Regions from separate parts of the Bicyclus anynana genome. Here region 1 is linked to region 2. Evidence: chromatin contacts called from public Hi-C data. All regions are on one chromosome and are shown on one strand. Each heading gives the region's core, a stretch centred on a gene start, on an enhancer-like site or on the middle of the called end of the contact. The rest is flanking DNA. Distances are from core to core; before and after follow the strand shown. Region 1 holds the start of LOC112051406 (vesicle-trafficking protein SEC22b-B). Region 2 holds the start of LOC112051408 (zinc finger protein 813).

The links. Hi-C and Micro-C count contacts between places; a contact is called where the count stands out from the background.
Region 1: a contact with region 2 is called in a Hi-C map of whole body, with 4 times the contacts expected there. The contact joins the promoter of LOC112051406 here to the promoter of LOC112051408 in region 2. A contact is called at or near these places in 2 of 2 Hi-C or Micro-C datasets (whole body and whole larva).

Annotation. Positions count from the first base shown.
Region 1 is chr4:18,763,372-18,768,478 of ilBicAnyn1.1, forward strand. LOC112051406 (vesicle-trafficking protein SEC22b-B) reads left to right here and starts at 3,720. Exons shown (of 5, transcript XM_024090032.2): 1 at 3,720-3,967; 2 at 4,332-4,441; 3 at 5,021-5,107. The coding sequence starts at 3,893. LOC112051403 (ecdysone-induced protein 74EF) reads left to right here. Exons shown (of 10, transcript XM_052891429.1): 10 at 1-1,803.
Region 2 is chr4:18,476,203-18,481,001 of ilBicAnyn1.1, forward strand. It overlaps LOC112051408 (zinc finger protein 813), which reads right to left and starts at 2,630. Exons shown (of 6, transcript XM_024090036.2): 1 at 2,374-2,630; 2 at 966-1,617; 3 at 388-556. The coding sequence starts at 2,484. LOC112051411 (ADP-ribosylation factor-like protein 16) reads right to left here. Exons shown (of 3, transcript XM_024090040.2): 2 at 4,423-4,521; 3 at 3,735-3,970. The coding sequence ends at 3,767.

The DNA.
Region 1 (5,107 bases), core at 2,470-4,969, 290 kb after region 2:
ATGTGATTTAAAGTTATACATATGAATATAAAGTGGAATTTTTTAATCGTATTTTTATATAGGTAGGAGAAATTCTCAAAGTGAACTTTCTTTTTAATCTATTTTTTGCTTTTGTAAATATAACTATAAGTTTTAACTTATTTATTTCGTCTTTTATCTCACGTTCGATGGATCCGCACATAGGGTCGATTAATGAAAAAAGAAATAAATAAATTTTATTAATACATATTTCTAAAGTAGTTAAATTATTATTGTCGCGCAATGTCGAATCTAATTCTTATTCATTAGTATACATTTTGTACGACTATAGACTTGGTTTGAAATACAAAATCTGCGTGTATCAGATACAAGCAATTATTTTGTTTGAGAAACGAGCGATTGTAAAAAAATAATACTTCAATTATATTGAACGACAGAGGGAAAGTTCTCTTATATGTGCTGGAAAACTATTGTCTATGTAATGTTTCGGAAACAATTGTATCTTGTATCTGACCCAGGTGTATACCAGTGAATACGGGGCTTAAGAGATCTATTTATTGAATTATATTTAGTATATAAAGAGACGTATGCGCGGATCTTGCGAGCATGTATTTTTTCCTTTTCTAGGAAACTTTGTACTATAGGCTACAAATTTTATTGTAATATACATAATTATAATGAATAAAAGTAATGGTAGTAATGAATGGACCACGTGACGGCAGGGGAGGGAGACGCTCTCAGAATTTATAATTCGGCTAGTGTGTGTTTGAGGAGAATATGAGTTACCGGTTAGTAGGCAAAATGTTTGAGCAAACATTTAAAAAGATGCTCGAAAATTAAAAAATATTTTAGTCGAATTTGATGTTGTTAAAAAAATCAAAGTTTCTATAAATTAAATAATGTACTTAAAAATTTTTCAATGTAAATTTTACCAGCACCTCGTGGGAATTATTGTTAAAATTTATTTTAATTATTGAGCCTAGTCTTAGTATCATAAAATTCGTTTATATTAATTAAAGAATTAAATGGTTATTATAGTATGCTAATCGTTGTAACTGTTTTGGTATCGATAGTTAATCGGTACAAGATCCCAACACTAGTGAAGATCAGTGACGTCAAACGGGTGAACTAGCTACCTTGCTACGTTTGCTACATTTGCAAGAACGAGAGGCATGCATCTAACTATTTAAATCTTTGTTTAAATTATTTCGGACGTCACATTTAATGACCGATTGTGTAATGCACGAAAATTTGTAAATACAATGTTAAAATAATCCAAACGCACACCCTCGCGGCCCATGGACCGTGGACGATAGATAGGTGAAATATGAAAATATTTTGCTTGAAAGCAATGAGAAGGTTAGTGAATTCGGTATTAGGGGAGGGCGCGGACGAAACACGTTTTGTCTATTTCGATGTATTCTTATTCACTAGTTAATGTCCAGTAATTCGATACGTAATTGGTGAAAGCGTGTGGATTGTTTTATTTTGAGTGTCATTTTCAGAGTTTATAAATTATATATCTGTGCGGCTTCTTGACGCCAGATGGCGGTAATTTCTTTAAAATTTTACAACCTTTTTAGTTCTGAGAGTCATGTGCGTTAGTGATGTTTTACGTTACAGTTGCTTTTAGATTTATGCAGATAAAGTCCGATTATTTTAATTATTTTAATATTATATGGTTAATTTAACAAAATACTGTATTTTCTGCCCCCTAGTTAAGTTATTTTTCTATGTATAGCTAGTTGTAAGTGTAAATGATTTTAGCATATAAATTTGATGCATGATGATAATGTTAATAAAATATCCACAATAAAATACAAATGTCTGTTTTTGTCAAACACCCTGATTTTCATTAGTAAAACCTGACCACTAAACTCCTACCGGGTTTCCAACTTTCCCTGCAGCACGTCACGCCGTGTCGCTACATAAACCTTATCTATGCATATCTATCTGAAAATTAATTTGAAAAAGCAAATGGCAGAGCGATATCTTTTATTATTCTTTGACAAGAAAGCCCTTGACTGCGTTTTCAATATTGTCATACTGTTACTATCGCGACAACTTAAACGCGAATCTAAATGGAATTAAAAAAGTTGTGCATTAGTGCCACTAGATGACGCTGTTTCAATTCCTTAAAAAATCACGGTTACGTTAACGCGATCGTCACAGTATCAAACTGCCATTAGGCTCTTATTTCAAATTATGATGCAGTCAGAAATACAAGTGGGTTTACTTGGAAAAGGCACAAGTATAGTTGACCCGTGCCTCAGAAGATTTCTACGCGAAATCGTACCGGAACGGTAAATAGCTTGGGAGTACGTCTTTGCTTTGGTAACTAGCCATGGACTAAGATAACCTTACTTGACCTGAGCCAATTCAGAAATTATAAAATCCCAAACTGACCCGAACTGGGAATCTACCGCCAGAGAGGTCGGCAAAATGGCGATGACGATTCGTAAGGAAAAATAAATATATCTACAATTCTATCAGCTATGCTCAACCCTACCTATGCCCAACCCATTTAACTTGATCACACTTGTTAATCGTTAAACGTAAATATTGAATTTAAAATACTACTTTTTAACAATTGATAATCTGATAAAACATCATTGCTTTCATTTTATCACGATGACCATTTTATAACATTAAGTGTGAACACCTTACGTGGAATGCGCTTGCCTAGAAAATTACTATTCACTCTTTTCTTAAAGACAATATTGTAAGAATCAGGAAGCATGTATTTCCGGAGGGACCCTAGGCTAGGATCGAAGAAATGAAGGCGGAAAAACCATTTTCGTACTTACACTAACAGCTTCCAGTATGTTAGAATTTGGCTTAGCAAATTAAAAAATAATGTGCGCGATGCTAGACATATGTATTAACTTAAACCTGCAGCTGCCTGCGTGAAAGGGAAGCCAGGGAGAGTGGTGCCGTAACGCATTACGTTAAAAAGCGGCACAACCTACCTTCAGAAGTTATAAATTCAAAAATATCGGAGAGCGTTCCCAAAATGGTACTGCAAATATTGAAATAACTCCGCTTCATACTTGCAATTTAGTTTTTTGAATACAGGTAGTAATAATGTCACACGTATGCATATACATATATATAGGTGTCAAAGCACATAATTAATTAGAGTTTTTAAAATTGCCGGGTGATTTCAGTAGCCAAACTCTAAAAATACTCTATGGTACCAGCCATTAATTATTACAAAGAGGAATTAGATATGGAGATGCATCGCACCCGAGGTGCAGTAAATGTAGACTATGTCCTTACACTACACACAACTATAAATTTGATTCGCAATACACACACGTGTCATTTTTACACATCCTATCAATCACGTCACTACTCACTTACACTCGTTACACAGAAAATTCCATTGCTTGATCGATATTTTGCTGTACCTTCAGAAGAATTGATGTTAGAAATACTTACAAATGAAACGTAACTTCATCTTTTAGTGAATTACATGTTATTGACCGTTTTTGAATGCCATTCAACTAAACACACCGGCATTTTTAAGGAAGTTTTTTCGAATATTGATTCTATTGGAAGTTTTTCTGTCACGTTAGGTATTTGATCTTTGACAGAGGGGCGACATCTAGCGAGTTTTAGTAAACTCCTATTGTAGTTAGTCTGAGAGTTATTATTACTCGGTTGTTTCTTCTGTGCATCACTAATATTTATTGTCTATGACTCTTTGCCATAGACAAGCTGACGTGTTTTTGTCCTGTCAATGTCATTCGTCTTGACGTGTAAGCGCAACTTTCTGTGAAATTTTATGTGCTTGGAATTCACTTTGTTTTCTAATTTATAAATGATGACAAGGAACAAATAGGTGCATTAAAAGGATATAATAAAGTGTATAATTTTGTTAGTAATATAAAGGACATTTTAAATCGGCAATATGGTTTTAATGACAATGATTGCCCGAGTAGTCGACGGGCTGCCTTTAGCGGCTACGATGCAAGACGACGAACAGGTGATTATTAATTTCTTGGCATATGTTAATCTAAATAGTATGTCCTACATCCAGAACAAGAAATTAGTACATATCTTTACGCACTCCATCCAAAAACATGTGTCTGTCAGTGTACAGGCACCTTGGGTAATTTTGTTTCTCAGTGTAACTTTAATAGAAAAAGGCATTTAATTCATGTTTTTCTTATAATGTTGATGAACAATACTTCAATATTAATTTAAGTTACTTTATATAACTGAATACATTTATTAAGTTTAAAGAACTTATTTTCAAGAATGTCAAAGTTACCCAAATGTGTGGCAGTCCCATTTCATTGCACTGTATTTAATTTCAGTTTTTAATTTTAATTTGCGGTGGTTTTCAGAGTGGTTGCAATGTATTGGAGTATCAAAACCAAGCAAAAATGCTGTTTAGAAAGCTAACTCCCCAGTCACCAATTCGATGCTCCATTGAAACTGGGCCTTTTCTCTTCCAGTGAGTTGTGCTTGTTGCTTTTCTTTTTTTTTCGCTCATTATACACTTCATTCATTAAATTATACCTACCACTTAAATATGGTTGCTTATTATATTTTATTTCAAGTTTTAAGAGAAATAATACAATGTGGAACTTACTACTACTTAGCAAACTTATCCTAATAATCATGTCCATGTGGAATGGTGGCAAGAATACTGGCTGCATTTCAGTCCTGGACCACCAGGCTGATCCTTTGCGTAAAAAATGAGCCAGCCCTTCTGTCACCAGTTGAGGCAACTAGCTGCTGTAAAATGACAACAATGTTTTAAGTTGTACAGCACATACAACTTTGTAAATCTTACAAAGTTGTATGTGCTGTTGCATCATTTCCAAGAGGACTGCCTGTGGAAATGATGCAACAATTTTCAAAAAATAATTTGAGTTTCACAATAGTGTGTGTTGTTTGTAACATATTATTTAGAGATAATTAAATAAGTATTGAATTCTTAAGTGAAAGTCCATCACATACTTATTTTTAATTAATATCACTAATTAAAACTATTTAGTGTCCAATGTTTTTACTTTTTATTATTTTTCAGCTATTTGATAGAGAATGAGATATGCTACCTTGTGTTGTGTGAACGAAACTACAGTAAAAGACTAGCATTCAGTTACTTAGAAGAGAT
Region 2 (4,799 bases), core at 1,380-3,879:
AAGGCAGTATTTTAGTCTCAGATTGAATGCTGTAACAAATAAATGCTGTAAAAATACAAACCCTCAGACTAATTAGATAAAGCTGCCCTGCCTGCCTCGCAAGACATTATTTTTCTGCCAAAGTATATGATCAACGATCTTATGCGATTATAAACACTGTCTCTATAGAGACGATGTTTCATAGTTTACAATCGTGTCCGTCGGTTAAAAACCTCCGTAAAAATACCTTTTTGTATACTTAAATGGTGTAAAAAACGAACAAAAACTGCTAGCTTAGTATAAGATACGTATGAAATCCAAGCTCGTTTTCCTTAGAAAATGGCAGAAAATTTTGTTCGTGAATTTGGGTGCGATACTAGTCCTTAAGTATTTAGTCTGAGTACAAACCTCATGCCGCACTGGTCACAGGCGTAGGGCCGGGCGTCGGAGTGCGCGCGGCCGTGCTCCGTCAGCTGCTTGCGCCGCTTGAAGCCCTTCCCGCAAGTGTTGCACATGAACTTCCTCTCGTCCGAGTGGCATGCTGCGTGGTACGCTAGCTGGAGCGGCTTGGAGAATGCTGCAATGACAAATGGGTTTACCAATATGTGGTACAATTTTTACCCCTAGACCCTTAGGGGTTCCTTGATAAGGAGTTAAATAAATAATTCAAAAAGTCACTGTCTTATGGTATGCAATGCTATTTTAAAGATAATTATGTTTTGGACAGTGAATTTGTGCTATTGTATAATTATGAGATTCGTTTTTTTTAGATACATACATAATTTTTGTTATTGGTATGACGCCTCATAATTGAAGCTTTGTGAAATCTTTGATTTGATTTGATGATTTGAACACTGTAACAAATTTTCTACTCATGAGACTTAGATTTTTACTATGTTTTTAGAGTCTAAAAATATGCTTAACATCTGGAATGGATTGTATTTAAGCTCAACTTATCTAGCTTTAAGAAAATGAGCTATACATACATTTGGGACAATGTTCACAGTTATACTTATGCCCGGAGTGTTCTTTATCCATATGTTTCGAGTACCACTTCTTAGATGTAAACTGTTTCCTACACACTGGGCATGCTAACTTTTTTGCCTCATCTAATACAGTCACATCTGTTTTACATACATTATTCTTTCTTGTTGCAACTCTTTCTGGCACACCAACTGTTATATTATCATCTCTTTTTGGTTCAATCTTTACAGAGCTTATTGTTGTATCAAGTTTCAAATTGCTGTTTCTTTCTAATTCATTATGGATGGGCAAATTACATTTTTCAGTACTTTGTAATAACTCAATTGTTTTAGTGGGTAATATTGGTAAGTCTGTAGTAAGAATTGCACTTTCATTGCGATTATAGTCTGTCTCATCAAAAATGTCCTGTTCTGTGTAATTACTCACACCAATGGATAGTTTATAATCTGGTAGAGTCAGTCTTAGTCTATTTGGTTCAGTTAAACAATTCTTTACAGACTCAGGCTCAATAATGATGCTCGTGTCACTTCTTGAGGCAATGTTCTTAAGAGTTATGTTAACATTCTGCGCTTCTTTTATAAATGTGAAACAGGACTCTATTTTTATAGTGCAATCATAGCAGAACTGTTTGGGTAGCTTTATATCTTCCATTATCTGAAAAATAAAGTTTAACTTCTGAGGACAAATAAACCAAAATATACCTAGTAAATGAAGCTCAACAAAAACCCTACCTCAAGTTATGGACTGAGGAAGTTACAGTGGAATTCATAGTCATTGTAAGGGCACCCCAAGGGGATTATTCACCCACCGGGTGTCAAATTTGAAATCTGTATTTGAGAGTAGGGTTAATACCCTACTCTCAAATACAGATTTCAAATTTGAAATATTAGCCACTTTATGTCACAGTGGTGATGTGGTGGTGTGGTGCTTAGTGGTATAAAGTTGTTTGTGTGGGCTTTAATAATTTAAAGCCCACACAAAGTATAAGTGGCTAATATTTCAAAGAACACTGAACATCGAAGTCAGATTTCATTTTGCTTGCAGACCATAATGAAGTCTGAGTGATATCACTAATAAGAAATGTCTTCTCTGTTTGTATGTAAGAGCTAAGCATATTTTTAAACGAGTAAATAACACTTGCTAGAAGTACTGTGAAATGCACAGAAGTATCTATTTCTGCCTGGCATGCTTAGCTGGTAAGAAGCCTTGCAATATTTCAATGTAAATGGTATGGTTGCTAGTAAAATCACAGGCTTAATAGATTGTTATGCTTTAGTTTGCAGATTATTGCTATGAATGGGCCCTGGCGGTCCTATGGTGAAATGGTGAACGAGGAAATAAGTCGAAAAGCACAATCTATTTGTTAAACTATGGTATTTAGATTGAAGAATTATACTTTAATTTAAATACCTTAATATTGGTACAGAAACAAAACATTTCCACAGCTCTGGCGTCAAAGTTTTCTCTTTCCCATGAAGCCACTTCTTTCATACAACTGCGACATAAATTGGATATGTCCATGACTTCTAATTAACAGTTTATCGTCAAAACGATTATGTAGAGAATTCAGGTAAGTGCGCGACTCGAATTATTCAAAATTTCACATTTTACGATCTCTTATACAACTCTTTGTTTACAAACAAAATCAATATTGAATATCCTACAGATTATATAATCCACGACCAGTGTTACCAACTCTCCAAAATATTTATCCCTAAAGTTGGTGTCAAAAACCCCTAAAATCGCCTTAATTATTGAGTTGTCCCCCTAAAAAATATAAATTCATAATAATTTAGAAATAATATGCTGTCATATGTTTCAAAAGTCTATATTTAATACAGACAAAATACTACGTCTTTATCTGAAGATTCAGATTTTTTGAAATCATACATGTTGACAACAACAAATTTACCAATTTTTTTTATTCGGTGAAAATTGCCTCCGATTGCCTCAGAGTGGTTGTAGAATAACGTATTATATGTCGTTATAAGTCGCTAGGCCAAGAAAGAAATATTAAAATTATCATCAATTTAAAAATATTAAAGAGTCAAAAAATCCCTGAAAATACCCCTAAAAATTTCAGACCCCTAAAAAAAATCCCATTTCACTTATTTGCCCCCTAAATCTGGGGGGAAAACCCCTAAGTTGGGAACCCTGTCCACGACAGCGACGTCAATTTGACATTTTGACAATGACATAAAAGCATACGCTAAAAAGCTATGTGAGCCCACAGCATAAATAGGCCAAAATCTCAAAATAAGTTTATATTTATATTTGTATAGGCTATCTATGGCTAAAATAGACTGCAACAGCTGCACAAGTAAAAAAAGTAGCAAGTGGATAAAATCCATGAAAATTTTTTACAAATATTGTAGGTAGGTAATAGGTACCTATAATGAAAATGAAAGTATTACGTACATAATTAATATTATGTTGTATACTTTCGATTGATCTTATTCCTTTGACTAGTCATTACTGGGTCTGAGTCATAATCTCATTGAAATCCTACCTCTCAAATAAATAAGGATTTGAAATCACTTAAGTACTCGTACGTGAAAATAAATAAATATTGAAATAGGTAAAGAGTACGTATATAAGTATGAAATAAATATTTAAAAAAAGGTAACTTAATTAGGTACTTGTCTACATAAATGAGTAAAAAATTAAAACAAAAAACCCCTAACGATGGTTATCACACAATTAGTTATATTCGTATCTGTTCATCATTTTAATCTTTTGCATAATTTCATACATTTTATTGGGTCAAGGAAATGAAACATTGTTTGGTAATTTCAATTCATATTTAATTTACTGGCGGCGTGAAACGTTTGGTTTCTGCAAGGTGAGTACGCAGGGCGTCCAGTCCAGTGCCGGTTAGGGGAGAGACTTCTAGAAGGATGGGCTTGTTTTGCAGTTCGTTGCTTAGTCGAGTATATTGAAGCATTAGCAAGGCTTCGTTGCGCATTTGCCTGTACGCTGCGTCCATTTTGCTCAACACTAAAATAAACTGTAAAAAAATCCCTATTTGAATTTACAGTAGAATTTCAAATACAACGGATAAAGTTGAGGGTATTTTCTTACATTTGTGACGAGAGACCATCGCGCTATGATACTGATTTTTTTAAATTAGGGCACCTTTGCCTAATTAAAAAAGGTTCCTACCGTAGCTGCAGTCACACCTGATGGTAAGCGACAATGTAGTCTATGGTGGAATGCGCTTGCCTAGAAGATGCCTATTCACTCTTGACTTGATGATGTAGTTAATCCTGTATGTATTAAGTACATCATCAAGTCAAGAGTCAAATCCAATCGTTTTATATTTTTTTATCAAGATAAAATCTCTTATTTGCTTATTCGTTAACTATTACTAGAAAAAAGTATTAGGTAGGTAGGTACTTGATGTATTCGCTCTTCGTAGGTAGGGATAGTAGGTACGTTACTCTGAAGATTATTACTTACCTTAGCCTTCTTCAGCTTCGGTTCAGCCAACAATGTGTACAGTAAAACAGCAGTCGCGGAGATTTGGCATAAGTTTGATGTGTCAACTACGTAGATTACCTGGAAAATACAATAATATGGTTAGCGCGGTAGATGAACATGAGATAGTGTACTTTTTGTTGTTGTACTATTGTTGAGTACCTCTCCCAAGTATGAGCCCTTAATATTATGGTGGGTACGTTTAGGGAAAACACAAAAAACTAACATTAGAAATACTCAATTTGCTCGACAGATAAAGATAATTTATGGCTATTTTATTTCTATTGCTCGAGCCACGAGCGCGATTATTAAAAAAAAAATACAGTCCTGACTTAAATTACAGTCAGGGTTATAGTTCT